5 separate regions of the Mus musculus genome follow, and regions 2, 3, 4 and 5 are each linked to region 1. A link is a contact called in public Hi-C, capture Hi-C and promoter capture Hi-C data. All regions are on one chromosome and are shown on one strand. The core of a region is the stretch at or near the end of the contact, and the rest is flanking DNA. Distances in the headings are between cores, read along the strand shown.

Evidence for each region. Promoter capture Hi-C pulls out the DNA fragments that hold promoters and counts their contacts. Hi-C and Micro-C count contacts between places; a contact is called where the count stands out from the background. Capture Hi-C pulls out chosen DNA fragments and counts their contacts.
Region 2: a capture Hi-C map of macrophages shows a contact between it and region 1, with 6 times the contacts expected there. The contact joins the promoter of Mgat5b here to the promoter of Tmc6 in region 1.
Region 3: a contact with region 1 is called in a promoter capture Hi-C map of liver. The contact joins the promoter of C1qtnf1 here to the promoter of Tmc6 in region 1.
Region 4: a contact with region 1 is called in a promoter capture Hi-C map of embryonic stem cells, with 3 times the contacts expected there. The contact joins the enhancer-like site here to the promoter of Tmc6 in region 1. A contact is called at or near these places in 2 of 39 promoter capture datasets (cranial neural crest and embryonic stem cells), 1 of 484 Hi-C or Micro-C datasets (embryonic stem cells), 1 of 115 datasets of contacts at active chromatin or transcription factors (pancreatic cancer cells) and 1 of 9 other capture datasets (embryonic stem cells).
Region 5: a contact with region 1 is called in a Hi-C map of uterus, with 4 times the contacts expected there. The contact joins the enhancer-like site here to the promoter of Tmc6 in region 1. A contact is called at or near these places in 4 of 39 promoter capture datasets (cranial neural crest, embryonic stem cells and neural stem cells), 1 of 484 Hi-C or Micro-C datasets (uterus), 10 of 115 datasets of contacts at active chromatin or transcription factors (T-cell acute lymphoblastic leukemia, embryonic basal ganglia, embryonic forebrain and 7 more) and 2 of 9 other capture datasets (embryonic stem cells and pancreatic islet).

Annotation. Positions count from the first base shown.
Region 1 is chr11:117,777,852-117,782,613 of GRCm38.p6, reverse strand. Tmc6 (transmembrane channel-like gene family 6) reads left to right here and starts at 1,922. Exons shown (of 20, transcript NM_145439.3): 1 at 1,922-2,078; 2 at 3,323-3,451; 3 at 3,566-3,681; 4 at 3,814-3,909; 5 at 4,212-4,370. The coding sequence starts at 3,396. It overlaps Tmc8 (transmembrane channel-like gene family 8), which reads right to left and starts at 317. Exons shown (of 16, transcript NM_181856.2): 1 at 206-317.
Region 2 is chr11:116,916,232-116,920,993 of GRCm38.p6, reverse strand. It overlaps Mgat5b (mannoside acetylglucosaminyltransferase 5, isoenzyme B), which reads right to left and starts at 2,131. Exons shown (of 18, transcript NM_172948.3): 1 at 1,451-2,131. The coding sequence starts at 1,518.
Region 3 is chr11:118,425,591-118,430,352 of GRCm38.p6, reverse strand. It overlaps C1qtnf1 (C1q and tumor necrosis factor related protein 1), which reads right to left and starts at 1,896. Exons shown (of 4, transcript NM_001204129.1): 1 at 1,785-1,896. It overlaps Gm35598 (a long non-coding RNA gene), which reads left to right and starts at 1,992. Exons shown (of 3, transcript XR_880340.2): 1 at 1,992-2,219.
Region 4 is chr11:117,154,938-117,159,699 of GRCm38.p6, reverse strand. Sec14l1 (SEC14-like lipid binding 1) reads right to left here. Exons shown (of 16, transcript NM_001166506.2): 14 at 4,229-4,480; 15 at 3,161-3,339; 16 at 432-2,899. The coding sequence ends at 2,794. Among named protein-coding and RNA genes, the nearest start is that of Sec14l1, 42 kb to the right of the region's middle. Within about 2 kb of position 2,744, at least 57 of the 459 cell types and tissues checked have an H3K27ac peak or open chromatin away from gene starts, as enhancers often do. A contact at or near this core is called in embryonic stem cells, where this site is marked.
Region 5 is chr11:117,233,667-117,238,428 of GRCm38.p6, reverse strand. It overlaps a transcript of Septin9 not described here. Among named protein-coding and RNA genes, the nearest start is that of Gm39478, 30 kb to the left of the region's middle. Within about 2 kb of position 2,813, at least 80 of the 459 cell types and tissues checked have an H3K27ac peak or open chromatin away from gene starts, as enhancers often do. A contact at or near this core is called in pancreatic cancer cells and uterus, where this site is marked.

The DNA of each region.
Region 1 (4,762 bases), core at 673-3,172:
CTCCCAAGTGCTGGGATTAAAGGCGAGCACCGTCACTGCCCGCCCCATTCTGTGTGTTTTGTCCAGGCTGGGTCTGCTCTGGTCTTCTCAAGGGACCCAGAATAGAAGGCGTGGCTACATCCCCAATCATGAGAAAAGAAAAGACACCCCCCCCCCCAAACCATCCGGAAGGAAGCAATAGCCCTGGCCTTCTTCCCCCTCTCACCGTCCTTATTGTCACAAGGCAAGCAGCTCACAAAGAGGCAAGGGACCAAGCTCCCCGAAGAGCCCCCTCCTAAGACCAGCTCTTGACACACCAGGCAGGGTGGTGAGGGAGTGGGGTGGGGGTCACGTGACAGGAACCCCGGGGGTGGGGGCCCACCGCGTCTCCTCCCCTCCACCCACTCCCGCCTTCCTTCCTCACAGTTTCCTCTGCCTCTGCGTGCACTTCCCGACCTGGAGGGTCACGGGCACAGGTGAGAGGCGCGGGTGGCACCAGGCCGACCTGCTTTTCTGTGCTCCCACTCCTGCAAGCCCCCTTCCTGGCCGCCAGCCCTTAGGCGTGTCCTGGTGCGGGGACCCTTATCTGCGGTCCGCAGTCGCCCCAGAGAGCAGGCTAGTGATGGGTGGATGGTCTCAGCACTGGAGCTGCTGCCTCTCCGGATCCCTGGCGCTTTGTTCTTTGCTTTTTGTTCTATTTCAAGACAGGGTCTCACTGTGTAACTCTGATTGTCTTGGAATTCATCATGTAGAGCAGGCTGGCCTTGAACTCACAGAGACACTTGCCCAAGGCTGGGATTAAAGAAAGGCCTGTGTCACTATGACTGGCTGGCAGGTTATTTTTGAACTGACCGCCTTAAGGGCAGGCACTGCCCTCCCTGTTGCTATGCCCTGGCCAGGCTCTGGCACCAAGCCCAACCTAAGAGCTGAGGAAGCAGCTTCTTCAAGCACGTCACTCGTCATCCACTGACTAGACCTTTAGGAGTCATCTTGGCCAGTTCCCAGTTCTGGGAGCCCTAGCCTTTCCTCCCTGTTCACCTCTTTTAAAACCTTGTTGTCTCAGCTCTGGATTCTGAGTCTCCGCCTGTGTCCCTGCCCACAGGCTCTGTACTCCCAACAAGTTCACACAGGAAGGCGCCCCAGGAAATGGCTTTCAAATTGGGCCAAAGTCGTGCAAAATTCAGAGTAAGAGCAAGGAGTCAACTAGGGGCTGAGGAGGGCTGGGTCTGCAGACCAAGACTTCCGGTGCCAAGGCGCCGCTTGGTAAACCCACCCAGGCACGGAGAGACAGCTGCGAAGAAGCGTCGCCCTCCCCCCTCAGGCTTCATCTCCTTCCGGTATCCCACACGTTTCCTGGGGTCTGTTAACCTTCGTGTGTAGGAGGGGACTTGTTTTTCCCTTCTACTTCTCACGGTCACCGGTCACCCTGTCTGTAACTTGGGGGAAGCGGTTCTATGGAGCATCTTGGTGGCCAGGTTCCTTGCTCCAGCTGGTGACACCTGGAGGCTGGTGACACTTTCTCGGGTTCAATTTCCTCATCTGTGAAATAGAAAGGTCTTTGACTGTCTTGGCACAGCAGGAAGCAGTTTAACCCTAGCTTTAGAAACAGACACCACGCCCAGGGCGGAGCGGGCAGTAACTCGTTTGCTCAGCCTCTGATAAAGAACAGTTAACCAGGCTGGGAGGAGGCGATTACTCAATCCCGCGTGGGAAGGCTAGGGACTGGTAAGTGACCCCGGGACGTGGAAATGCCGTCCCTCTTTAGAAACTCAAGAGGAATATTAGTGACTCCACCTAGGGGTTGTATACATCCAAATAGTGGGTGGGACACGCCTACTTTACTCAGACTTGAGGGTGGAGTGCTGGGGTGGAGTCTGAGGCTGGCTTGCACAGGGCACTGTTTTGGATGGGCGGGTCCTACCGGTAGGCAGGAACGAGTCACGTGACCTTTGGGGCCCGGTGCCACGTGGGCGGGCGGTGAGGCTACCTCCAGCTGCCAGTCTGGAAACCATCAAAACTATGTACCCTTAATTACTGTGTGCTGATTCTCCTGCTGGTGGGGCTGAGACCTCGGTTCCCCGCGGCGGGTGCGCGCACAGGTGAGCCAATCTGGGGAGAATGGGGCTCCTCTACCCAGAGGGGCGCTGGGACCCTGGTGCTGGGGCGCAACTGCGGTGTAGGGGCGGTTGCTATCGCCAGGTAGTTGACAGCTTGGGTGCGGGTTTCTGGAAACTGCCGCTCCCGGCCTCTCCCCATCTGGCTCAGGGTGCAGGATGGTGCGCCCCGGAACAGCGCACACCTGGCTGGTCCCAGGAGGACCTGAAGATCAGGAACCCAGGCAGATCCGGAGCCCCGGCCCGTAGCCTCCGGAGCACCCAGACTACTGAGGAGAAGAGGTGTGGGCCCGCCCGGGGCCTTGAGCCTGAGAAGTACTGTGGCCAGGGAAAGGACCCTGGAACTAAAAGGGCACCACCTCTCCTGGCTGCTTTCCACCCGGGCGGTGCCACCTCCCGCCGGCTCCAGCCTGGCCTCTCCCTGCAGTGCTCCACTGCAGCGCAGGCGGGGGCGTGCCGGGTGCCAGTCCGGGTTGCGTGGGGCTCTTGGCCGTCGGGGGAGCTCCAGAAAACTTCCCTAGGCGAAGGCAGGGAGGACCGGCGGACATGGCGGGGCGGGGGCTTGCCTTCTGGAGGGCGATCTTGCAGGAGTCAAGTGATTGACTGCTCTTTCCGTCGCGCTTTCCCTCAGGGCCCTGGGCCAGGAGAACAATAAGCCCCTAACAACGATCTGGTTGTAACTGTGCCCGGTGACAGAGCTGGACAAAGGGTGCTTGTGTCAGCTCAGCTTCTCTCTCCAGCCTTCAGCTGAGTTGGGAATGTAGGGAGTCAGCCTCCGGAGGACGCGAGGAGTCCAGTGTGTGGACGCTGCCTCCGGTGCTGGGGGCAGGACTTTGCGGCTGCCTGGTCGCACTTCCTGCTGGTGAAAGCACATTGGGGTCATAGGGCGGGCACAGGGAAGTCCTCGGAGCCTTTCAGCCGCTGCTCTAAAAATGATGAAGCTCTAGGGCCCTCGCCTGGGAACAGACCAGAAACGGGTAGTGTTTACAGGCCTCTCCTTTTTCCCCCAGTACTAGCAACATCTAGGAAACCAATGGAGGAGCCGCGGCCTCACCCTTCCTTCCTGTTTTCGTCACTCCCCCACAGCCGGTCATGGTGGGAATGTTTGGGCCCACTTGTTTTAACTGTGAATTTAGCTGTGGATGGGGTACAGGGTGGGGATTCCTGTAATGTGTGTCTGTGCCTAAAGTATGGCCCCCAAGCATTGAAAGCTGGTTTTGTCTCAACAGATGGGCTGTATGGGGTTCCACAGGCTGCGTCCAGTCTCTGAGCTCCCCTAGGTCTGCAGGGTATAGCACAGCCATGGCTCAGTCACTGGCTTTAGCCCTCGATGTCCCGGAGACCACGGGAGACGAAGGGTAAGTGCCCTGGTGCCGGTGGCCTGCAATGTATTTGTGTTACCCCTTGGTGCAAATCATTCTGCAAGTGGGCGGGCCTGAGTTTGGATTCCCACACTCACTCCTCCCTCGTAGCCTGGAGCCCAGCCCCTATGAAGAAAGTGAAGTCCATGACTCCTTCCACCAGCTCATTCAAGAGCAAAGCCTTCGGGTGGCGGAGGAGGGGCTGGAGCTACTGCCCTTGGGTCTAGGTAAGCCCAGGCCTGCCCTCTGACCAGGTGTGGTGGAGGACCTGGGAATATCTGCTGTCGTTTGTTACAAGAGTGGATTGGGTGGGGTGGGCTAGGTAGAACAGCTGAACCACAGCGTCTTTTCATCCCTAGGCAGAGGTGACCAGACCCTCCCAGGACTTGAAGGTGCTCCTGCCCTTAGCTCGGCCACTCTCCGCATCCTGGCCAGCATGCCCAGCCGTACCATTGGTGAGCCGGGTCCTTTGTCCTTGTGCTGGCCTTCACCCCAGCTGGGGTCTGTGAACCCAGAGTCAGTTCTTCTGGGCTCCCAGCTTTCCTGTTGCTGGAGCCTGAAGCTCAGCATAGTCCTGGGTCATTATTGGACTCTAAACATGACCACTTGCTACAGCTGGGGGAGGGAGGGAAGATAGGATAGGCTCTTGGGTTTCTGGTAAAGGGTTTTCCCTCAGTCCTGGTGCTGAGAACTTTTCAGAAGGGCATGAGGCTAGTCCCCTTCCTCCTCTCTAATACCCTGCCACCGGATTTCCAAGGTCGCAGCCGTGGGGCCATCATCTCCCAATACTACAACCGCACAGTGAGGCTTCGGCGCAGGAGCAGCCGGCCCTTGCTGGGCAATGTGGTGCCCTCTGCCCGGCCCAGCCTTCGCCTGTATGACCTGGAGCTGGACTCCACAATCTTGGAGGAGGATGGTGAGTTGAGTAACCCAGCCAGCTGGCTGGGCAGGAGCTAGAACACAACAGGGTCAGCAAGTCTCTTTCTACTGCTGCCAAGGGCATACCAGACTAGTGGCCCCAAGGGCTGCTTTTTGCATACCAGACTAGCGGCCGAGGTCTTTTCCAGGGCTGGTATTTAAACCCCACTCACCATTACCACCAAATCTATCACTGAGTGCAGGGGAGCCTTCCAGCAGGCAGTGGTGGTCAGTAGCTCCAGTAATAGCTCTTAGCTTACTTCTTGCTGGGTGAGACAAATAGGAGCTGAATAAACGGGTGAGCAGGAGCCTGAAGCTCAGACACAAGCGCAACTGGAGAGGACTCCAGGAGGGCGAGCTGGGAGCAGCCCAGCCCGGGGCTCCTGGGAG
Region 2 (4,762 bases), core at 882-3,381, 860 kb after region 1:
GCACACAGGAGGGAAAGCGGGCTCAGGGCGGGCTTAGGGCTGAGGGCGCTGTCTGTGGTGCTGGAGACCGCTGCTTGCAGTCATTACACCAGGTCCTGACTTCAGAAACGGGGGAGGGGGGGAGGTAAGGGGGGGGGGTTCCAGCGGGCTACAAAGCTGACTAGGGATTTGGGACCAGCCAGAACCCTCTCAAGTTGCAGGAATCCAGTATAGCTCTGGAAAAGCCAGAGTCTTTCCCTGGGCATCTTAGGCCAGGGATTTCTGAGACACTTCAAAACCCTGCCCTCAGTCCTCCGGCTCTACAGACCTTTGCATTCACACAGACAACCTGACTGCTGCTGTCCCCAGAGGCTGCCATCTCAGCCCCCACAGAACTGGCCCAGCATGCTGATGGCAAGAGGCAGGTGGGCCACATCACCTCAGCCCCAACCCAGCTGGGTACAGGAGGTTGTCTGGAGGTACCGGGGATCAACCCAGAACCTGGGAGAAAAGCCAGCACCTGCCTTAAGGTTTATGATCGGACTCCACCTGTGGCCTAGTCCCGAGTCCCACCCCCACAACGGTGCCCATCTCTCCCTCTGTGTCTTCTGAAGCCCAGCTGCCAAACAAGGCAGTACTTCAGGCCTCCCAGACACCCTCTCCCCTAGTCTGGCCTCGGGGCCTAGCTCTGCTGGAGTCTGGGGGAAGGAAGTGGGGTCCCTTCTTGGACCAACAGGTCTTAGCGAGTCTCTCACAAACTGCACCCCTGCCTGGCCAGGACTGTCCACGGGAAGGGAGGGAGGGAGGGAGGGAGGGAGGGAGGGAGGGAGGGAGGTGTTCCATGCACCTGCTATGCCTATCTAGTCTGTTGGAGATCCGCGATTGGGAGTGAATCCCTAGCAGAAGGGGGTCCTTGCCCCAATCTTGGGGACGTTCCTGTCAGACCCAGGTTTGTCCCCCACCAGGAAGATGAGTGAGATGCAGGGGGAGGGAGGGGGAGAGGAAGGGGGATGAACTAGGCAGAGGATGGGCGGGCCGACCTAGGAGACAGGCGGGACACCAGGGGTGCTTCCTAGGCACCCCACAGTAACTTCGCAGCTCAGATAGGACCGACAAGAGATGAAAAAGACCGCAAGGGGCAGGAAAGGGACTTGCTGGCTGGGGCCACTTTGGAGCCCAGGACCTTGATCTTGGTGTTTTCTGACTCCATGCTCACCTCTCTATACCTGATATCGTTCCAATCTTGGTCAACTCAAGAAAGATCCAGACCCGCACCCCCCCACACACACACATACCCCAACCCTATCTAATTCCGTCTTCCCATCCCCATGGCCCTCATCGAGAATAGACTCGCGAACCTCCTTTGCCACCCGAACTCGCACCCCCTGAGGGGACCGACCTCGCCCAGCTCCACCATGAGTCCCCTTGGGGAGGTCTTGACCTCCCTGCGCCAACCAGTAGAGAACTTTACCGAAAGGGTCTCAGGGTGACCAGGCATCTTCTGACCATTATCTTCCCATCTGGGTTGACTGTGATCATTGTTCAAACTTGTCTGGGCGAGAAGCCGGGGGCGAGGCCGGACGCACCGTCCTGGGCCCGGCTCTGACCGCCTCGGGAACCACGAAGCCGCTGCGGGCCGAAGCCGGGGGGTCGCAGCACCGAGGGAGCGCGGGGCACGGTGGCTCTGCAGCCCCGCGCGGGGCACGGCGCGGCCTGGGCGCGCAGGGCAGGGGTTCGGCGAGAGCTTGGGGCCGGGCGCTCTCTGCGTCTCCGCCCTCCCCGATTCACATTTTGGGGAAGGCGAGGCGGCGCGCCCCCAGATCGCCGGCCGCGCGTCTGCCTGCTAGGCTCGCTGGCTGGGCGGGACGGCGCCGCGGCGCGCAAACGGGCTTCCCGCGGCGGGCGCCCTCATTCCCGGGGCCCGCGCCCTCAGAGCCGGCTAGAGGCGGCCCCAGGCCCGCACCCCGGCCCCCCGCACCTTCCGGCCGCGCCGCTCTGCAGCCGCGCGCAGCGCCGCGCCCATGGCTTTGGGAAGGAACGGCTGCGCGCTCGCCTGCCTTCGTCCTCGCCCGCCCGCTCGCCCGCTCGGTCGCTCGGCCACCCGCGCTCCGGGCTCCGGGCTCCCGCGCGGCGCTACAACCCGAGGCGCCGCATTGTTCCCTCTGAGGAGGCGGCCCGGGAGCGGCCTCGCGTTTCCTCGGCGCCTGAGCGCCATCTGGTGGCCGCAGTCTCGCTGCGCTCCCTCCCCGGGCTGTGCGAGGAGGAGGGGGACGCGAGCGCGGGAGCCATGGCTCTGCGCCCCTCCCTGGACCATGCAACTTCCTAGGGCATCCAGCAGACCGGAGAGCCGAGGCTGCTCCGGTAACTGCATCGCGCAGGGGAGATGGGGCGCGGAGAGGGGACCCTTGTCTCTCCTGCAGAGCACGAGCCACCACTACCACCCCCAAGAGCTTCCGTACCTATGGCTTCTCACCCGCTGATTCTCTCGGCAACACCCACCCACCCTGAGAAACTCCCCGAGTCCTCCCACTTCTCACTTGCCTATAATAAACTGGGGCTGTGGCATTCATGCCAGGAGCCGTCAGCTGTATGCCTGAGGTCTAGCCTTGGACCCTCTCAATCACTGAGTTAACGGGCTTTCTAGTATACAACTAATGACCAAAAAGCTCACCAAGGCTCTTTAAAGTCAATTCCCAAACCCACAGGCTTAAATTTTAGCATTGTTGAGCCCTGCGCACACCATCCCTGCGTGTGTGTGTGTGTGTGTGTGTGTGTGTGTGTGTACTGTCCTGTCACTTCCTCACTTAGAGTTGATGTGAGTTTGGTCTTGACAGCCAGGAATGAAATTATCACCCAGGCTTGTGGCAGCTGGAGGCACCCAGACAAGATGCATGATTTAGAGGCCCAGCAGAGACCCCATCGCCCTCAGACATTTCCTTAGCCAGCTGGCTGGAGTGCCCGAATTTCCCTCCTCCATCCGTCACTCTTTCACTGAGGCACGGTCAGACTGCCCTTGCTCAATGCAAATGTGCTACCTAGCGAGCGAGCGAACACATCAATTCGCCAACACCAATTTATCGCCTGTTTTCTCGTTGGCGGGAGTAAGGCAACTAGGTAACAGGTGAACGCTGGTGGAGAAGCAGACAAAGCAGTCACCGCTGGTAAGGAAAGGCTCAAGGGAGGCAGAGAAAGCTGCAAAGGGCCTGGGGATGCCAGGGTGCTTGGATGGAACCAGGTTAAGATGGAAGAAAACACGGGTGTCCTAATTAGGTTTCTGTTGCCGAGATAAATATCCTGACCAAAAGCAACTTGGGAAGAGAGGCTATGCTTGGCTAACACTTTCCCCTGGCAGTCAATCATGAAGGGAAGTCAGGGCAGAAACACAAGGCAGGAACCTGAAGGCGGGAGCTGACAGAGAGACTGTGGGGGTGTGTGTGGGTGGGTGTGTGCAAAGGCCGTGGGGGAGTGCTGCTTACAGACTTGCTCTCCAAGGCTCCCGTCTGCTTTCTACACCACCCAGAACCACCTGCCCAGGGCGGCACCAGCACAGTGAGTTGGGACCTCCTACATTATTAATCAAGAACATGCCCACAGGCTTGCCTGTAGACCGCTATGATAGAAGACAGTTTCTAAACTGGTAAGTCCTGCTTGTGTCAACAACAATAACAACGAAAAACTAGCCAGAGCAAAGGGCTTTCTCCTGAGCTGGGGAGGAGACTCACCATCACAGACTGTCTTATACTCGGTACCCAAGGCTTTGGGGCACTTCCTGACCAGAGTCGTGCCTGTCTGGTTTTGGGTAGTGCTGATCCAGCCTGAACGTCTTAAGACCACGAAGGCTCTGCTGGCTCTTCAAAGTCAAGAACTTTGAATGTGGTCCAGAGAGATGAGAGATGCTGAGCATGCTGAGAGATGGCTCAGCATGGGGAGACTGGTGACCTCAGGACCTACAAGGTAGAAGAAAAGAGCCCACTCTCTCACATCCCCTGACTTTCACACTTGCATCATGGCATACATGTGACCTCACACATGCACACATGACACACACACACACAAAAGAATGTCTCTTCTGACCTGACACCTCCCATCTCCCCAAGCTCAAGGGGGGTTGTTTATGCCTCTCTGACATCCCTGAGGGTTGTCTGCCCTAGTAGGTATGACTGCAGTGTACCATCTGGGGAAATGGCCTTCCTTCAACCAGAACTTGGACTTAGAACATGGGAAAGGACACTCCCAGCTAGGAGTGGTGTCCACCTAGCATCCTGGTGCTTAGGAGGTGGAGGGAGGAGGATCAGCAACTTACGTCTAGCCTTGGCTACACAGTGAATTTGAGTCCAGCCTGGGCTACATGAGACTCTGTTTCAGAAGGAGGTAGCTCCCCACTGACCTCTTCCTCTGGATCTTACTCTATTGGAACTGTCCATATAGACAGCAGAGGGATTGCCTGCCTCTGCATTGAGCAGCAGGCTCACAGCTAGTGGAGACGCAGAGGAAGAGCGAGGGTTACTTGCTATGACAGATTGTTTAGCCGTGTGCTTGCTTTTGCCAGCCTTGTCTCTGCAGTCCAGTTCAGTGCACATGGCCCCCTTGCTGGGCACAGTAGGAGAGAAATTATGAATCTAGTATTATGTAACCTTGAACACAAGAGATCTGTGCCTCAGTTCCCCCACTGTGACTCGGGCTATTTATATAGCACTGGCTTCACAAGGTTGCTATGTGGATGCCTGCCATTATTTCTGTCTGCTGTAGCTGGCACCACTGGTGCCTGCATCTCCTCTACACT
Region 3 (4,762 bases), core at 647-3,146, 650 kb before region 1:
ACAGGACAGCCGGTAGGGCCTGCCTCCTCCCAGGGGGAGGGGCTCCTGGCTATCCATGAACCTCAGAACATCTATTTTGAGTTCTCCGCAGTGGGGGGCAAGCAGGGAGTGTGAGTTTCTAGGAAATAAGATGGGACAGTTCAAAAGCTTGGTGTCTCCTGCCTGGGCAGAGAATCCAAGTTGAGCCCCGGGGAGGGAAGACACTATTTAGCTGGGATGCTTCCTGGTAGGCTGCAGGGCCTGGGCCAGGTAGGTCCTTAGGCAGAGCTGTGAGACACAGGGGGCACCGAGGTTCCCTTGTTCTCAGCCCTCTGGTTCCCTCTGCAGGTTTCCCTCCTCTCCAGTGAGCACTGGAGGGGCCTGGTAGAGAATACACAACTCCTCTCACACTCCTGTGCAGGCAGCACACAGTTGTTGCACTATAAAAAGCAGAGTCGGCAGTTTCTAAGGACGTCACTCACTCCCAGGGGGATCCCAATGACATTTCTCAGTTTTTCCTTTTTTTTTTTTTTTCATTGTTGTTTTCCTTTTCATTTGGTTACTTTGAAACTGCATCTCACTCTATTTTCCTTTGGTTACTTTGAAACTGCATCTCACTCTATTTTCCTTTGGTTACTTTGAAACTGCATCTCACTCATGGTCTCTGTCAGACCATGCTGTCTGGCTCAGGATGGCTCAGGCTAGGCTCAGGCTAGCCGCAGCCTTTCTGCCTCACAGTCTTGAGCCAACATATTCCGTGAAAATTAAAGTTGGTATTTGGTTGTGGCTGTTTCCAGTACTGGAGAAGCAACCCCTGACCTTTCACACGCTAGGCACTACACACCCTGCGTCTGATCCACATGCCGAACCCTGTTGTCAAAGCTGAAGAATCATGTTCTGTGGTCTCCATTCCAAGAAACAGGTCACAGGAACAGAAGGAGTCGGAGAGGCAGCTCCCTCTCACCCTTCCCAGAGACAAGGGTGGAGCCAGGAGTAGCTGGATGGGAGGAGGCTCTCCAGGGCAGGGAGCAGCCTGGGTGGGTGCATGAATAGATGGGGTGGGACTCAGGTTAACCTGTAAGTTACATCTTCACCCACAGAGATGCCCAGACTTGTGAGTCTAGGTGGACACAGGCTGAACAAAGGTCCTGGGGCATCTTAGAGTCTGCAGCCAGCCCTAGCTCAGGGCTACTCTTAGCACCATAGGCAGCTTTTTTCCTTCCCAGGAAGGTCCAAGGAGAAGGGATATTTGTTTTTTCCTGCCCAAACTGGATGTCCTCCAGGAACAGCGAGGCTGTTAGAAGAAGGGGCCAGAGTCCACACTTCCTGTTCAGTGTTGGGGTTCCAGCTGACCACTGACAGATGGGACAGACCTGATCCTAGCTGTCCCAGGTGATACGGACAGGCATGGGGTGGCACAAGCTGGGAACAGAGCTGCTCTTTCTCCTTCCACACCCTCTAAAGAGCATCCGGGTAAAAGAGAGACACCCCACAAAACAGTGGAAGAATGCATAGTTGGTCCTGTCAGCATCCTACCCGCTAAAGAGCCCGCCCCCTGCACGCTCCAGGGAGCCCCAACAAGCTGCCTCTCTGCACAGCCAATCTGTGCAGGGGGAATTAGCAAGAATAACTCAATGCTGTCCCCAAAACTTCTGCCCTGCTCTGTCTGCCCCTTTGCTGTAAGTCCACATCACATCTCACTCCAGAGAAAGCGTCTACTCAGTCACGCCTGGGCACCCAGATGAAGCCACGAAGACGGAGCTCAGAGGCATGGGAGTCCTTCCCGGTCTGTCCAAGCCACCTACCTCCTTCCAGCTGAGCCGGCTGTGCAATGAAATCCTCCAGCCTCTCAGGGCTCTCGGGGAGGCGTCTCTTAGAGCATCTCCCAGGGGCTGAGCCTTCTAGGCTAGGTCAGGAGGGGAAGCACAGACGTGTCAAAGCAGAGAGAGAGAGAGGGAGGGAGGGAGAGAGAGAGAGAGAGAGAGAGAGAGAGAGAGAGAGAGAGAGAGAGAGAGAGAGAGAGAGAGAGAGAGAGAGCCCGAGGGAGAAAAAAGTCCCCCAGGGGGAAACACTTAAGGAGGAGGAAAGGGGGAGGTGCAAGGCACAGCAGTCCCAACACCTTTATCTCCTCAGCTGCCTCCAAGGTCTCTTTGGCCAGAAACGGAAACGTGGTTTCTCTCAGAAGTAGAGGAAGAGAGGAAGAAAGAGGGACCAATACAAAGCGCCAACCCCAGCCAGATGTGAGTTGTGGAGGAGCCTAGACCGCTCCTAGTGCTTTCTATCCAAACAGCAGCCGCCAAGAATTAACTGTGTGTGTGCCCGGCTGGCTGGCTGGCTGACTGGCTGTCCCTACTTCTGGACGCCCCAGGGAGCTGGCACAGGCTAGAAGGGGATGGAGGTGGACGCTTCTGTTTATCTAGAGGTCTTTCCAGATGTGAAGGTGGCTGTGAGCCCAGGACGAGGATATTCCATGCAGGACAGAGACCTGCAAAAAGGCAGAGAATCTCAATTGGTGGTAGGAGCATTGATTTAGGTGTGTGAGTCCCAGCAGTGGTCCCATCTGAGACCCTTGCCATCAGGGCTACTTGTACTCCAGGGACCGAGGGTAAATTTGGTATCCATGATTCCTTTGTAGCAAAATGGCAGGTTGTGTGTTCATGCAAGTATGTATTGGAAGGGGATCACTCAGTTGCTAAGAGTCTAGAGAACCCTATGAGGCAAAGGTGGGCAGGCAGCATCTGGAGGGTCCAGGTCCTCCAGTGAAGCCCTGGAGTGTGGTGCTGGGCCAGCACTCTGCTCTGGACATTCCTTAATCTTACACACATGCCCTCGTGAGTCTCCTCCTGTGGGGATCATGTCCCAGGCTTCTACAGATCAGTCCCTCCTAGCCTCCATCCCCAAACACTGAGTCAGAAAGCTTGCTCTGGGATCTTATTACAACTCTAAAAGAGAGAGGATCTGAACTGAGATATGAAACTACCCTGGTGACATCAGACTCTGAGAGCGCCTTCTCCCTCCCCCTCCCTCTCCCCCTCTCTCCCCCCTTCTCCCCCTCTTCCTCTCCCCTTTCTTTTCTCCTCCCTCTCCCCCTTTCTCCCTCCTCCCTCTTTCTCTCCCCCCATCTCCCCCCCTTCTCCCTTCCCCTTCTCTCCCTCTCTCCATTTTTCTCCCTTTACCCCTTCCTCTCTCCTCTTTTTCTCCCTCCCTCTTTCCTTCCCCTCTCTGCCTCCCCTCCCCACCCTTCCTCCCCCTCCCACCCCTCCTTTCCTCCCTCCTCTCTCTAGGCAGGAGATGCTGGTTTGGGATAGCCCAGGCAAAACAAACAGGCTGCACTTTTCTACTCTTTGCTGTGCCAGCATAAAGAAGGGCCAACAGAATCGAAAGGGGAAGAGAAGGGGTGCAAGCCAGTGCCCCCATCATCTCCTCCCAAGGCTGGGCATAGAAAGGCAGACGTCAAATCCCAGAATGGCCCAGGATGGAAGGAGAAGAGGGAGGATTTGACGTCAGGCAGAAGTCTGTGAATTCCCACAGGCTTCTCCAGAAATTCCAAATCCAAGTGCCAACTCATGAGAAGGAAAGACATTGCTGGCCCTCTGGTACCCGGCGGAGCACTTAAGGACGCCTTCAAGAATACATAGATGTGTTCCACCAGAGATGTGGCCAGCCCCAACCTAGCAGCCCTGAGGAGAGTTCCTGTTGCTTGGCAAATATCTAAGACTGAGCAAATTGCATCCTTGGTTATCTATATAGGAAAAGGCAAAGACAAGATTCCCCTCATTCCTGTAAGTGACATGCCGCTTCCCACCCAGCACATGGACCCAGCCTGTCCCTTGTCTCTCTGTCCCCAACATCTTTCACAGTAGAGATGCCAGGGAGAGCAGGCAGCAGAAGCAAGAGGGACCCTTAACCCCACACCCCCTGTCCAGGGCTGCTGCAGGGTCAACAAAGAGTCTTGGAAATCTTGTGAGGAGAGAATGCAGCATTGCTTTTTATCATGGTCCCACCCAGAAGACTCAGCTTAGTGAAAACCTGGCTCAGAGCAGTACAGCAGGATTCATACAGTTGGGCATGTGACTCAGGAGAGGGACACACACACCCAAGATGGATTTAGGATGGAGGTTGGGAAAGCAGCACTCTCTAATGTAATTCTGAGATGCCAACCTGGGGGTCAAAAGCAGAAGAAAGGTTTAGAGATTCACCAGATGATGGTCAACTCCGCAGCTGGCTCATTCCAACAGGAAGTTCTGCATCCACCCAACTGGTTTCCAAACTCACAGGATTGGTGCCTCATGGACAAAGCCAAGCTGGACTCGGTGTCTCTAATCTGGAATCAACTGGGCCAGATGAACCAGAGTGAGATGGAGATTTCCCAGAAAGCGGCTAATGCAGGGGACCTGGAGCAGCCCTGACCATTCTTCAGGGCAATACATGAAGGTCATGTGGTTTCAGGACAGTTCAAGTCACATTGTACTATTAAGTTTATGTCAAACTCGGGGAGACCAAGACTTCAGGTTGTTTTGTATTTGGGAGATTTGGGGTGGGGTTTGGTTAGCTCGCTTCTGTTTTTAGTTTCTGGTTTCCTTTTGCAGTTGCATGTATTAACCAGGTATGCTGGTACATGCATTCAATTCCAGCCCTTAAGAGGCAGAGATAGATGGAACCCTGTGAGTTTGAGGCCAACCTGGTTTATTTAGCAAATTCAAGACCAGCCAGAGATACACAGTTAGACACTGTCTCAATAAGTAATCAAACAAACAGAATTACCGTGTGTGTGTGTGTGTGT
Region 4 (4,762 bases), core at 1,495-3,994, 620 kb after region 1:
ACCCCGGCAAGACCGTGATGACCTTCCTCCTCCCAGACCTGTGCCCGGCTGTCCCGGGCTCTGTTGCCTTGCAGACCCCAGAAACAAGAGAGCCAAGATGAGGTCACTCTAGCCTCCCCAGGTCCACACCTGCTTACTGTCTTGAATTCCAGAGTCACCTGCTTGGAGAAATCTATTTTACTATTAAGTAATACAATGATACCGAGAGCCAGGCTGTGAGGCGGGGTTTTGGCATGTAGCCCAGGCTATCCTAGAACTCACTCTGCAGCACATGTCTGATGTGCTGATCTGCACAGCAGGCCTTCGAGAGGCACAGGGTGACTGCTGGCCATCCACTCAGCCGCTTGGCCTCCCCTTGCCTTTAGGCACGGGCAGCTTCTCCTCTCAATCTCTATTCTTCCTTGGGGCCTCCCAAGAAGAAAAGGACACTCTTCTTAAACAGTTCACATTTATTATTGTAACAATAAAAAAATCTTTTAAAGACTATCAGTATTGTATTACCAAGAGTGAGGTAATATGTTTACAAAACATTTACAGAATCTGATATGCAAAGAATGGATTCAGGAAGGAGAATGGGTTAAGACACTAGAAACAGGGAGAGCCCAGAGTGGAGGGAGCAGCATTTTAGGAGGTGCTGGGCACTGGGAGGAGCAGCCCCGTGTGCGAGCCACACGGTCACCTCGTAGCCAGCCTCCCCTTACAGGGCAGCCAGTGCCCTGTGGCTCGGGGAAGCTGAGGGCCTGTGAGTGTGCAGTTGTGTGCTTTGAGCTCTTAAAGATGCTCTCAGCTCTGGGGGGTTCAACAGTGCCTCTTCGGCATGGACTTAAGGGGAACAGCTCTTCAGCCTGGGACATGGCTGCGACTCAGATAGGTCTACAAACATCTCTGGGCACATGTGGGCTGTCGAGTGAAGCGCTTTCTTGGAGGATGTCAGCAAAATCGCCATCTGGGACATGGAGAAAGGGAGAGGGGAAGGGAGAGAGAAGAGAGAAAGAGCAGGGGCATCTTCAGGTCCTTTCACTCGGAGCTGGGAAGCCCTGACTGGAAGCAGCATGGACGCGGTAGCTACAGCCCTGCTGTGCTGTGTACAAGCGCTCCCACAGACAGGAAAGGCATGGCAGTGGGCCAGAAAGGCCACCAAACAGAGGCTCAAGCACGGCTCAGGGTGCCAGGAGCCAGGGGGCTCATCGGCCAAGCCAGGCTGCTGTGTCGGCTCTCCTCATGCTTGCTGACATGCCACAGCCTCTCCATAGCTCTCACCGCACAGCCAGCCACCCAGAGCCTCAGAGCAGCGTCTACACAGGCATCCACTCCCGCCATACACTCTCATGGCCACTCGGATTTGGCACACATCTTTAGACACTGTTACCACACACACACAAGTAGATCCTGGGCCCCCCTCCTCTGGAGATCAGCCACCTGCAACTTCTAGACAGTTCGCTAAGAAGCATGCTTTCCCCATAAAAGCCGTAAAGCAAGGATCTGCTCCAACAGCAGGCTCTGGGGAGTCAAGATCAGGGGAAAAAAAAGAAAGAAGAAAAAAGGCAAACTAGCCCCAGCCTCTGACCTGCTTCTATGAAACGCAGAAGAACAAGTGCAGATCTGCAGCCCCTCCCCAGCTACACCCCACTCCCTCATGCACACACACAACACCTACACACATACCCAGCATCCACCCACATGCCGAAGGCCACTGCAAGCCATGCACCCCCCTGGAGAGCATTGCTAGAGTTTGCACTGCCACACTTCTAAAGGCAAGTGTGACCTACTGCTTCCAAACACCCTGCTGAGAGCTGAGGACCCTGGGTGCTAGGACTGAGGATCCTGGGTGCTAGGAAGACTGAGGACTCTGGGTGCTGCTGGGAGGACTGAGTACCCTGGGTGCTAAGGGCTGAGAACCCTGGGTTTTGGGAGGACTGAGTACCCTGGGTGCTAAGGGCTGAGAACCCTGGGTTTTGGGAGGACTGAGGACCCTGGGTTCTGAGAGGACTGAGGACCCTGGGTGCTACGGGCACAGAGCCGCCTCCTGCAGAAGGAAAGGCAGCACTCAGCAGAGGGAAAGAATCCTCCCCATCCCCTCCACCAAGTTCACGGACAGAAAAATTTTGCTCTGAAAAATATCAAAAGATTTGAAGAGGAGGAAAGAGAAAGCAATGTTTAATGATGGCGGTGTTGTCAGGATTCACGAGGAGCCCTGGCAGCCCCTCCTGGGCTGCAGTGTCTGCTCGGGATCAGGCTGGCTCTGACCCAGCACTGGGTGCTCCTCAGGCTGCCAAGTCCTTAGCGGAAAGGGACCTCAAGAGCTGTTCTGGATCCACAGGCCACCTCCACTAACAGGGAGCCGAGAGGACTCCGCTGCAGCTTAAGGGCTGCCTGCTGCAGCTTCGGTTCCGTGGAGGAGGAGGTGGCGAGTCTCTGCAGGGTGTCACACAAGTCATTCACTAGTGGACAAGGTGGAGTTTGTTGGTAACATTTTTTGCATCGACAACTGAGACCAGTCAGTCTCTTACTGTAGATAAACTACTTTTCTTTCGAGAGCCCTTGTGCTCTGGTTTGATTTTGTGCACGCTGTATACAAAATCTATGGCTATTGAGTTAAAGTTAGGGGTAGAGTTAAAACTACCTCTCAGGATGGTCTGGGGACCAGGTGACTAGTGACCATCTGCAGATCTAGCTGCTATCTAGAGGGAGGAGTCTGCACATCCAGGGGTGGGCGGAGTCTGCACATCCTGGGGTGGGCGGAGCACAGCAGCCGGGGCGCCCGCCCTCCGCGCAGGCGCAGGCTTCGCGGCACTACCTGGAAATCATGGAGCTGGATTGCGACTGGCTGGAGGAGGTGGTGGCGGCACTGAGCTGTGAGAACCCGCTGTGGCTAGATTCCAGGCTGGTCATGGAGCCTCTGCAGATGTAATCAACAAAGAACCAGGAGTGAGGAGCTGCTCTGAGCCGCCCCAAGCGAGCATCTCTATCTGCTCCCCCCCCCCCCCCCTCCGTCGGCCCTTGTAAAGTTGGGACAGGACATGAGAATCAATGGAGGAATCCGTAGTTTGCCCCTCGGGTGACACTGCACTTAGCAAGTGCTACACTCCCTTTCCTATGGAGAGCTGCAGGCAGTGAACAAGTAGTCCCTGCTGCCAGAGCCTCCCTCTCAGGCACAAACCTGAAATCTTCAGAGCCGATCACTTCTGTGTAGTACATGACTTTGCACTTGTGGGAGGAGACCTGCAGGGAGGCCAGCACGTCGTCCACTCGGGGTAGGTTGGTGGCAGCACATGCTGGCATGGTGTGGAATTTCCACTGTAGGATGTAGAAGCCTGGCCACCTGGTCACATGGGACCCCTGCAACAGTGAACAGCAGCAACTCAGGACATTCCACCAAGGGGAGGGGTGTCCTGAGCCAACAGCCTAATGATGGATGCCCTTCCACCCACTGAGGCAGCCTATGCGATGGTCTGTCAGGTGTTAGGAAGGCAGCATGCACCTTGTCTACCACCCTCAGCAACCTGCAACCTCTAGAGAGTACCAGGCTGAAAGTGCCTGGCCAGGTGGGAGCTGTCAGAAGGGCCTGTCTCTCTGACAGAGACAGCTAGGTCAGGGAACAGCTTCTCTGCCACTCCTGTCACCTTCCTAGCACACAGGGGCAATCTGTTCCAATGACTTCTTCCATTCTGGTTTAATGATTCAGAGGCAGAGCCAGCTTTTACGATGGGAAGACTCCCTTTACACTGCATCACAGACCGCATGCACTGGCAGCTGGCTTCTGAAAACCTCAGCTGGAGGACAGCGGGCAGCCACTGTGTGGTCAGAGGCATTGCAGGAGGAAAAGAAGTAAGTGGGCATTCAGTGCCAGAGGTGAGCCAGCACCAGCATACAGAGAGAGCCACAGGGCCAACAGGAACCCTCGCAGTATAGAGATGTCATGGGTTTTAGCAAGAGCTGACAGTGCCCTCTGCACGTTCCCCTCTTGCTTCTGTCTGTGTGACTTCCCTCTGGAGGCAAAGCCTAGTTCCCTGTCACCTGGCACTTGGGTGCATGTGCACTTCTGGGGAAACCCACACTTTACTAAGGTCTCGTGCCTCTCCTTCCTCTGTGCCCTGGGGCATCCTGAGTCTTTCTGGCACTAGGCAGACCACCTGTGCCATTCTGGTGGCAGAAGCCACATGGGCTAGAGGGCCAGCTACCGCCTTCTCAGGACAGAGTCTGCAGCAGTGCTGGCTGGCAGGCTTACCTGCACGCTCTCTCCTTCTTTGCAGATTAGAGGAGACTCCACCATGCTATAGTCCCGGCCCAGCTGCCAGACTTTGTCTATCAGCTGCACGTTGTTGCCTCCTGGGGAAGTGATGCTGTGAGCCCCTAGCGAGTCCTTCTTGGGTGGCTGGGGAGACCTCTTGGAGTGATAAATGTTAAAGACGATGTCCCCTTTGCACACATCAAAATCCCAGGTGATCACTGAGGAGGCGTCCACAATCTGAATGAGAATCTGGAGAAAGAGATCCGCTCAGCAACCAATCTGAGGCACGGGGCCTGGCAGCGAGCGCTGGGGCAGGAATGGGCTCTCTGGGGGCTCTCTGGCTCAGATGTGTGAGCTGGCAGAGAGTAGGAGAGATCACATGGGCGCGTCTCTTCGCCACAGGTCACTCAGTCATCTAGATGCCCACCTGCCAACGTATCCAGCACTCTATCAAGCAGTGTTCCTGACCGCTAGCAACCGGAGAGCCTCCTTACTTCCCAACAAATCAAAAAAGCATGGACGGGAGACTCA
Region 5 (4,762 bases), core at 1,564-4,063, 550 kb after region 1:
TGCAGCAGCATGCAGCCCTTCTGCAGAGCCAAGGAAAGCAATACCCAAGTACATGGGCTTTTAAGAGCTTGCACCGCCCCCTGCTGGACAAAAAGATCCCTGCAGCTGCCTCTCTATTTCCTGCAAGTAGAGAGTTAGCCCTTGCTGGGCCACCAACACCCTGCAAATAGACAGTGTTGATCAATAGGCTTTGCCTGTCTATAGAACACACCCACCACGTCCACAGTGACTATCCAGGTCCTTGAGGATGGTCCTTGCCCACCAACACAGGTCACAAACGCAGACCAAGGCTACCCTCTCCAGGCAGGACACCAATCCCCAACCCTTTCTCGCCACCTTGGGCTGGGACACCAGGCAGAACCCTGAATCTGTAAGGTATACCTTCTTCTTCTTCTTCTTCTTCTTCTTCTTCTTCTTCTTCTTCTTCTTCTTCTTCTTCTTCTTCTTCTTCTTCTTCTTCTTTTTGTTTGCATGAATGTCTGTGCATGGTGTGTGTCTGTCTGGTACCCTCAGAAGCCAGGAGGAATCATTAGAGTTACAGATGGTTGTGAGCTGCCATGTGGGTGCTGGGGATGAAAACTGGGTCCCCTGCAAGAGCCTTAACTGCTGAGCCATCTCTCAGGTCCTGGAGTACTCTCTTCATTATTGATAGCTATGTCCTGTGACATACACCACACATGTCAACACACACGTGGCTGGGAGCCCTGAACTGGAGAGACCGTCGCCTAGGACACCGGCTGGCCTTATCCAAGTCCAGACTGAGGGCTTCCCAGGATGAGCATGGGGCAAACAGAACAGAGTCAGAGGCCATTTCTTTCCCACCCATTTCCACAGCACCCCTCTCCACTCACACCCTCCTTGGCTCTAACGTCAGAGCCTTTGTTTTTGAGGTCCTCTCTGCCCATGGCTTTTGAACTGTTGGTTTTCTCTGGCTGTTCAAGCCCCCAAGTCAGTCCACCCCTCAGTTGTAGGAGCTTCTAATAACTCCCCATAAACACACACCACCGCAGCCTGGGGAGCTCGGTCAGCAATGTCTTGCAAACAGGATGACCCGAGTTCAAAATCTCAGAACCCTGGTAAAGAGCCTGGTATGGTGACGTGTGCAGTTTCAGCCCAGGTGGGTCCTCAGAGCTCGATGGCCACCTGGCCTACACAACAAGCTCCAGGCTGTTAAGCGACTCTGTCTCAAAACATGTGGTGGGTGGTGCCTGAAGAACAATAGCCAAGGCTGTCCACTGGCTTCTACATGTGCGCACACACACACATACAGACACCACATCTCCTGCTCAAACCCATGTGACAGGCAATGCTGAAGGAATCAAGTGGCCAGGTGGTGTGCTATTCTCCACTCTTCATTGTAAGCTTCAAACCCAGGCGGGTGCTGTGAGGGTAACAACTGTCCACGGAGCAGGAGAAAGTACCGACAGGATAGATCAAATAAGGATCTAATAACCAGCATATATAAAGAGCTCCCTCAACTCAATAACAAAGCAACTTGACTCAAAAATGGGCAGAGCCTGGTGTGAAGGCACACACCTGTAATCCCAGCACTTGATAGGCGGAGGCAGGACCATCAGGGGTTCAAGGCCACCTCAACTATTACTAGTCTTATAACCAGCCCAACACCAGCTACACAGGGAGAATGGTGTCCCCCACAAACGCCTACCACCCCAGACTCTTACTCTGGTACTCTCACACCCCATATCCCCATACCCCTACCACCCCATACGTCTATCCCCCCCCAACACAGAGAGCAGTGTCTGGGAGAAAAGGCTCTTGGGCAAGCTATATGGCTCAACTGGTAAAGGTGCTTGTCACTAAGCCTGATGACGTGAATTCTGTTTCTGCACCCAAATGATGGAAACAGAGAACAGATTTCTTCAAGTTGTCCTCTGACCTCCACACGTGTCAGGGCAAATGTACACAAACACAGATAGACTCTTTTTTTTTTTTTTCTTGAAAGGAAAAAAAAAAAAGGAAAGGCTTTTTGTGGATAGAATGTGGTGGCTTAAGTTGTGATCATCCCAGCTGCCCAGAGGCCTTAAATATCCTCATTTTTAGAAAGGCAGAGGGAGATCTGAGAGAAGCCGGTCACGAGACAGCAGAGGCAGAAGCCAAGAAAGCCGACGCTGCTGGAGCCACCAGGAGCTGGGAAAGCATTGGGCCAAGAGCTGCTTGGAGCTTCAGAAGGAGCTAGCCCTGCCCAGCTCGTTCTGCTTCTGATTTCTGACCTGCAGAGCTAAGCAAAGTCACAGCAATCCATCAGTCACAGCTGGAGCCCGCCAGAGGCTCTGCGGCCAGCCCAGAGGTGGGAGATGAGAGGACTGAATGGGGCAGTGAGCCTCCAGAGAGCCCCGGTTGTCTGCCTGCCCCGTGGCAGAGAAGACCTGGGACCCTGGTGTCTCACTACACAAACCAGACCCCAGCCAGGAGCATACATCCAATGCCAGGGCAGTTGGACCCTTGCAGAGAGCCATGTGTGGATTCCTTACTGGGCAGTGTCTCCCATGATCCCTGTCTGTGACTGCCCCATTGGCCTAGCCTTTCTCACCCTCCCTGTCCTCTCCTTGTCCCCTGGCTGAGTAGAAAGCTCCCTTTTAGAGAGTCAGCCTCTCTCTCTCTCTCTCTCTCTCTCTCTCTTTCTCCCCACCCCGTGCTGAAACACAAGCGCTTGGAACAAGATAAAACTGCTTAATTTCTAAGAGCCACAAAGCCAATCCAGAAGACTGAAAAGAGAAACCACGCCGACCCTTGGCTGAGAACGCAGCATCCCGTGCCTCTGGGGCCTGTCTCTGCTCAGTGACTCATGCCAGCCCTGCTGAGGAGCCTGAAGCATTTGCCTGGGGAAATCTCTGAGAGGACCCCGGGCCAGCCCCACAAGGTGGGAGGGGGAGCGGAAAGGAAAAGAAAGGACAGGGCAGAGCTAAGGATGCCCACTCAAGCCCTGAACCTCTTCCCTGCGGCTAGAAGGTCCCATGGCCCCAACCAGGGCAAGACCACACCCTTGACCACACCTCCTGGGCAGCAGGGCTGGACCGGCTTCAGCCACCAGTCCTTGGGGCATCCAGCCAGCCAGGTCTCCATCCACTGGAGTGCCCTGGCCCACAGCCTCCCAGCGTGGAAGCAGGGATGGAAGGAGGCAGCTTTCATAGCATCTGACACTGAGACAGAATGGCAGGATACAGCACAGCCAGCTGGAAACGGGGAGCCAGCCAAGTGCACACCAAAACCTCAGAAGCCCACCAAGGGGAGGGACTCAGTCTCACTCTACAGATAAGGAAACTGAGGGCAAGCCACAAAGTAATCTGCTCAAGGCCACCCTGCAGGGACAGGGCAAGAGCCTGACTTCCCCGGGGACTGGGGTTAGGATTAGGGCTCCAACTGACCCTAATTAATCAACTGGGTGAAGACCAGGCTGGAGGAGGGGTGGGGGTTTTCCTCTTCTGTCCTAGTCTGGCCATTTACGGCTGAGTTTTGGTTAAGAAAACTTTTGTAAAAATACATCCAAATGAAGGGTTCCTAGAGCGACAGTCATGCCTAGCATGGTGGCCTGTGCCCAGATCCAGTTACTCAGGAGGCTGAAGTAGGGTAATCCTGAGTTTGAGATCAACCAGGGACACATAGCAAGACGACACCTCAAAATGAAAAAAAGAAAATGTAAATGTCGGGGAGAACTGCAACTGTACAGCACCTCCAGGCACAACTGAGGCCCTGGATTCCATTCACAGCCCCCCCAAAAAAAAAGAGGGGGAGGGGAGGACTGGTCTTTGGCCGTGACCCATCCTAAGAGAAGGCACCACGTGAGGATGTAGCTCACTGGTAGAGTGTATGGCCCTGGCACAGTACCCTGGTCCATTCCCAGCATCACATAAACCTGCGGCAGGTTTGTAATCCCAGCAACCTGACCATAGAGGCAGCAGGATTGGGAGTTCAATACCATCCAGGACTACACAGTGAAATTGGGGCCAGGTAACCTGCCTCAAAACAAACAAAAGGAGAAGGTCTCGCTCTGGTCCGGTGCTGCGCTGTCCTTGGCTAAGGGCACCAGTGAGGGTCGGGTGGTGAAGGCCAGGATCCAGGGCTCTCAAAGGCTGCTTTGTTCTCTGGTCAGCCTGTGAATCTCCAAGCTTCCACCCTTGAGTCTCAAGGGAACCACCTCTCCCTCATGCGAGCCTCTCAAATACCCTGCTGTCACCTACCTGGGCTGGGCCCTGTCATGCACAGAATGAAGGCTGGGCTGGACACATGTGTGGCTTAGTGGTTGAGGAGGCCCTGAACCCAAAACCCAGTACAGCCGCACAGACAAGTGCAGGCCCCTGTCAGCCAGCCGCTAACACAACTGTCATTTTACAGCTGGTCACGAGGAGGTGGCAGGGCCAGGCTTCCTGGGGGTGGGGTGAGGATACATCACCACCTGTGCAGGCCTCGGAAGCAGCTGCTAGTGTCCCCTGCCATGTTGCCTCTACAAACTGGGCAGAAAACCTCGCCTATCTACTAATCATGCTGATCACAAGCAGGTTTCCCTCCCGGGTTTCGTGCTGTGCCCGACAGGATCACAGGACACACTGCTGTCAGCAAGACACCAGGTGGCCACCTCTCAGTGAAGGCCTGGCCAGCATCAGAATTGCAGTAATCCCAGGGTTGGTGGTGACAGGTCATCCCTCAGATGGGACCTGAGATGTGTCTTCTTCCTTCCCTTTGGCTTCTCAGGGACCTCTCTGTGCATGCACTCAGAGGTAACCAATACCCCGGTGCCAATGAC